Linked DNA regions of Macaca mulatta: region 1 is linked to region 2. A link is a contact called in public Hi-C data. All regions are on one chromosome and are shown on one strand. Each heading gives the region's core, a stretch centred on a gene start, on an enhancer-like site or on the middle of the called end of the contact. The rest is flanking DNA. Distances are from core to core; before and after follow the strand shown.

Region 1 (3,164 bases), core at 184-2,683, 130 kb before region 2:
TTTTAAGTTTGTTGGAACTTCTAGGTGATCTAGCAAGATATGAACATGGAATATTGTTGCTTTGCTTGTGTGTATAATACAATACTGCTCAACAGAAATGATAAATAGAGGAATCTTGCCATCTTCTGTATGTGACAGTTGCATGCCCCAGCCGACATCATCAGATTTGCCTTGGGGTTTTTCATCAGGGTGCATGTAACCAATGGAAAAGGATGAATGCCTGAGAAGTCTTATTGGTTACTTGGGGGTGCCACGTCCTCTGACTGGTGTAAGCATCAGCCAATCCTCATCCACTTATTAACAGCACTTCCATTATTAATCAGGCAGCTGCTGACTTCAGCTAAATCAAGGTATCTTGCTCGACCCTGTGGACTACTCTCTATTCCTTCCTCCCTTCATTCTGCACAATAACCACTTCCCTACACCCCAACTATACGAATACCATTTTGTCAAGAACTGAGTCCATTCCCTTCAAACCCTTAGGACGTTGAGCTTTCTGCTGCTAGCAACTACAATAGTTACAGAAATGACTTATTTGTTTAGAAACACATGACTCTAGTAATGAGGAAGCCAGTATAACTTCAGTGAGTATGCCTTTATAATGATGTGAGTTGGGGAATAGGCATGTATGGAGGCCGGTTTCTGTAGCAGGTGCCACACATTGAGATGATAACCATTGTAAAAAGCTATTTTCCAGGACGGGTGGGGTAACAGATGAATCTCACCAAATCTCATTGGCTTTACTATTACAGAACCTGTCACTAATCAGCTTACCTTTAACTGGTTGCCTCAGAAGCCTTCCTGTTTGAAATGCTGTGGGTGTGGAAAGAATGGGGGCTGGTAGATGGAGTTTGACTAGTAAGAAGAGGGAGTGGAGCGGAGCCCATGGCAGCGGAGGCCATAGGGGGAGTTGCCATGTAAGAAACTTCTCGTATCTAGGAGCAAACGATTTATTACCCAAACCTCCCATTCGCTTGATAGATTGCTGTTGGCATCTGCGTTATTGGGAAAAAAAAAAAAAAGACCTTGCTTCTTAGAAAAAAAAATTGGTGAGACAAATACAGGACATTCAAATACAGCAGTGGGAAGGAAAAGAAAAGGGAAAATGCTTGGCAAGAATTCAGAGAGCGCGAGAGCCAATTGTCTTTATTGAAATGGCATTGAATTACAAACTCAAAGGAGGTAGTGGCGTCTCTTTTAGTAGAGAAATAAAAAACCATGCCATCCCTACCCAGTAAACTGTGTAGGGAAAACATTAACAACAACTCTATGCGAGGTAGTTTTGTTTCGTTTTTTTCTTTTCTTATCTCCAAACAAAGAGATCTGTGCTTGCTACCGAAACAGCCTAAATATACTGCCCACTACCCTGGTGGTTAAATCCCCTTCAAGAGGGTGACTGGACCAGGCCAACCCTCTGCCCCCAACCCCCTTCTGTTGGAGGCTCTCAGTCTGATATGTCCCGCCTCCCTGCCCCAGCAGAGCACGTTCCCCAAAGCCCCGCAGATGCAGCACGTTTCCAGAACGTGCACTTTCGCAATGGGCGGCATCTCTCGCTCTCTGATGAACGGTCAAAAATGAGATTCTGGATGAGAACAATTAGAAACTTTAATTACCCTCCAGGCATCTCACAATTATAAGCCACATTCTTATTTTTATAAGGAATTAGCTACAGATTGGATAGTGCTTGTCATGCTTTGAAACATTTCCTGTGTCTTTCTGGCATCACTCTGTTCTTGTTAGAATGCTGGCGCTTCTCACATCCCCACTACCGCGCGCCCCCCTGCTGCCCACCTCTCTCTGTCTCTCTGTATGTGTATGTATATGTATATGTATACGTATATGTGTATGTATATGTATACGTATATGTATATGTATATGTATATATGTATATGTATATTTTTGGGGGGCTTGCCAATTCCCGCACCTTCACATACATTACCCGTCCTTTCATCTCCAAGATGACCTGAAATGACCTTTTGCTTGGCACGAGACGTGATTCAACTGATAATAAAAGAGTTTGGGGGGAGGGTAGGGGCGGTGTCTGTCTGCGCCCGGCTGAGGAAGAGCCAGGAGGGGGGCGGAGAAGGGGGGGACCATATCCATTTAAAGACGAATGCCGCTGCTGCCTTTCGCTGTGCTATTTCCTGTAATTAATTTTCCACATATCACCTATTACACGAAAATAAAAGTTTTTTTTTTTTTTTTTAGGGCATACCACTCTCTTTGTTTAACCGGAGATCCTGGGCTGTTTAGACGCGGCGGCGGTGGGAGCGGAGGAGGGAGAGTGGGGTGGGGGGCAGGCCGGAGGAGGCTGGGTGTCCCCCCGCAGAGAGGCCCGAGCTCTCCGCCGGAATGTGGGGTCGGAACCCCGTAGCTTGCTTTCTTTCTGCCTGGGTGTTTGCTGCTGGGAGCTTCTTTTCAAAGCGACGGCGCCTGCTAAGGTTCCCGCACACAGTTCCCTTCCATTTTCCATCTGCAGCCTTTGAGGGGTGTGGGCTTTTCCCAAAGCCTTTATTTCTTTGTCGTTTTAGGAAACCTCAATTTTTTGCACTGACTCCAGAACTCCAAATGGATGCCGATAGCAAGTCTCATCGATCGTCCCCCTCCCCCTTCTTACATAGGGAGAAAAAAAAAGAACAAACTATTTATTTGGATACTCAGCGAGGTTGTGGGAGTTGCCACAGCAACAGCTCTGAACCTTGCACAGCAAAAGGCTCTTACTGTAGAGTGTCCTGCCTTCCAAAAGATCTCCTCTTTAAAGAAACACTGCTAGCGATACTATATCAGTTTGGTGTGTGTGTACATAGACAGATCATCGACACCATTTGAAGAGACAAAGGCAAGGGTTTACTTGGGTGGTTCATAAGATAATTTTAGTCAAGCTTGACCAGATGAGATGTGAGAAGAGAAAAATGGACTGTGAATTCACGTGGGGACCTGAGATTAGAGAACTTCCTGCCCAGAGTCTTGTGAAATGGTAGAAAGTATTCTAAAGGTGTCCTGTCCCTTCTGGAGGTCATAGCTTGCGTGTGAACTGGTGGGGGTGATTATGCAGGCTTCCTGTCACCCTCTTCTGCCCTTGTGGAAGGGATCTGAGACATGAGATAGATGCTGTGAGCTCAGAGACGTGAGGAACTCAGCTTCCTGGGTTCCAGGAAGAACTT
Region 2 (2,748 bases), core at 219-2,718:
TCAATATGCTAAGAGAATTCATTTTCCTTGAGTGTTTTTCCTTTCAGGTCACGTTTTACTGCTGGAGTTACTCAGCGAATTAATAGGTATAGAAATGCAAAGCTCTTTTCTTATTACATTCTATCGATCTGATTGCAGTGTCATTAATTGAAAGACTAGGGAAATGTGATGGATAGTTCAGCTCAAGATTCTACATTTGTTTTGGCCCAGATCTGTTGGAAGAAAGCTGCATGAAACTGACTGAAAGAAGCCTTTTGGTCTGACATGAATTATTCTTTCTTTGTCAATCCATGTGAGAGCATTATTCAGTCCTAGTGAGATTTACAATGTGAAATTGTAAACTGTTTCAATCGTTAAAGGAAAATCAAAACTCAGAATGCTTATTTGTAGAGTTAGAAATAATCCATCCTGTAACTCTCTTTTATAGATTACTTACATATGACATTTTAAAAAAAACTAATTCTGACACAAACAAATTCTGACTCAAAAATATGGAAGGTGGGCTGTTTGTTCTTCATTTTAAGTAATTTTGTTTTGCAATATAGTGGTTGTGAAAAATTAGTTTCATTCATTTCCATTCAGTCCATTTGTATTCCAGAAGTGCATGAAACTAGAAATTGGTAGGTGGTTAAAAATTGCTTTTATGGTTATTTTTCTTTTCTGATGGTTTGACCTACTATTCCTTGGATTTCTCTCATAAGTTTAAGTTAACTTGAGAATTTTTTCTGTGTATAAATATGTCCACATACATATTTGATTACTACTTTAATATGAAAAATTTAAAAGAGTCTTTAAAAATTTTTAAATCCTCCACAAGAAGGGACAATTCCCCAGATCAGATAAGAATATACCAGACTATGGTTAATTTGCTTGCAAAGGCTGAGTTGTTCCTTTCTAGTTTATCACATTTTAAAGAGCTGAGCTATTTTTTGTGTGTGTTTATTATTTTAAATATTTGAAGCTTGAAGTGAGTGCGAGGAATATCCAATTCTAAAGCACATTTAAATCTGACATAAAACATTATCCATCTCTTGCTTTTAACAGACATGTTAAAAAGTTTAGTACATGTTATTAATAATAGATATCCTGTCAAATATTTTTATCCTTCGTCTACAGTGTTTGAATTGTCTTTGTCAAGGTGTGATTTCTTTTTCTGGTTATGCTTTTGGGTGATAGAATAAGTCATTTGTGGAAACATAGGAAGTGAACGAATTGCCACGCGGCATGACCTCATACTGGAACACATCTTGAAAATGTATTTAATGCTTTCTGAGCACAGAGACAATGGATTGTGGTTTGGGGTCCTCCTTCCTGACCTTTGGCTTGGTGAGAAATGTGGATTGCTTCCTCTGCTCATCAGCTACTCTCAGAGTGAAAAAGAGGCTGCACCCACGTTAGGAAGCAAATGCTGTTGATGAGTGCACAGGCTGCCTTCCCCATGATATTATGTCTAAAAATACATCCACAGAGAGGCAGGCATATGCTCGCGTCTTGGTGTGAAGGAGCTCTCGCCTGTGTTTCTTGCTATACCCATCTAAATTCTGGAGTGAGGAATTAAATTATTCCAGAAACCCTGCCAGTTTTTGATTTGCCATTGTCTCTGGTTCTTCGTTGCCTTTGAATGGGACCCTTGATCCGAGGCTTTCATAGACCAGCCGGTGCTGATGGGGTCCGGGACTTGACGATGGCGCCTGCTCGTTCCTGTTGTGTTCTATCTGAGGCATGATTTTCTTTCCTTTTTGGGAGGTAGAGAGCACGGGGCAGAGGTTGCACCTGACACATTAGAACTCCGTTGTCACTGCTGTGGCTGTTATTCCCCTCGGCAAGAGCCAAGGAGCAAACAGGACGGTGGGTCACCTCGCCAGCTATTTAGCACCATTTCCTTTCTCTTCCTCAACCTTGTTAGAATTTTCTCTTTCTTAAGTGACAGGGTTTGATGGGGGTTCCTGTGCCCCCCTGTCTACCCTTGCTTTATCTTGATAAGGACTTGCTTTATCCTGATTTCTAACACCTCTCCTCATTATAAAAGCTTGCTAGACTCTCATTCCCGGTCCCTGCAACTCAGTTTTTCTGCTCTATTGTTTGGGTTTTCTCTTTGAGTGTTAGTTCCAAATTTCTCAGCTTGTGTGGTTACCTCACAAGTTAACAGGGGTAAAATTATTGTCTGAGCTATTTTCTTTAGGAAGAAAACAATTTGCTCTTTGGAGTGATAGTCCCAAGAAAAGGAATGAATAGCAGAGGGAAATGAGGTGATACTGTTTTGCAGCTTCTGCTACGGCTTGGCTGTGAATACCTGTGCTCAGGTGAGACTTTCTGTCGTGTTTATGGAGTTAGAGAAAAATGTTAACCTTCATGATATTTTCCATATCTTGCTTGAAAATTATTTCAATTCTAACAAGAAGTGCAGAGGAAAGAAGCATTGCTTTTCATGCACCAGAAAAGAGGGACAAAATCACAGATAGCATCAGATGCAAAGGACATCATTCCATTTGAAATGATTTATATTTAAAAGTGAGTGAGATCAGCTGTTACTTATACCACCCTCTTTCTTCTTGTGTTTTCAAGTTAGCAATATTTTAATGTCCTTGAAAACTGAAAGGCAGAGCATTGTTTTTCAGAAGAGTTGATTTTTTTTGAGGTTTCTGTAAAATAAGATAAAAGAAGTCTTTATTTGTTTCAGGTGGTTAGCCCAGAATCTATTCAATACAAGTTAACACAGACATATCCAATGTAAGCCGGTACTCACAA

What was found. Hi-C and Micro-C count contacts between places; a contact is called where the count stands out from the background.
Region 1: a Hi-C map of fetal cortical plate shows a contact between it and region 2, with 2.0 times the contacts expected there. The contact joins two enhancer-like sites. A contact is called at or near these places in 2 of 14 Hi-C or Micro-C datasets (fetal cortex germinal zone and fetal cortical plate).

The regions. Positions count from the first base shown.
Region 1 is chr14:123,094,875-123,098,038 of T2T-MMU8v2.0, reverse strand. No RefSeq gene overlaps it. Among named protein-coding and RNA genes, the nearest start is that of UBASH3B, 180 kb to the left of the region's middle. Within about 2 kb of position 1,433, at least 13 of the 40 cell types and tissues checked have an H3K27ac peak or open chromatin away from gene starts, as enhancers often do. A contact at or near this core is called in fetal cortex germinal zone and fetal cortical plate, where this site is marked.
Region 2 is chr14:122,963,066-122,965,813 of T2T-MMU8v2.0, reverse strand. All of the region lies in intron 1 of LOC106993508 (a long non-coding RNA gene), which reads left to right. Among named protein-coding and RNA genes, the nearest start is that of BLID, 150 kb to the right of the region's middle. Within about 2 kb of position 1,468, at least 12 of the 40 cell types and tissues checked have an H3K27ac peak or open chromatin away from gene starts, as enhancers often do. A contact at or near this core is called in fetal cortex germinal zone and fetal cortical plate, where this site is marked.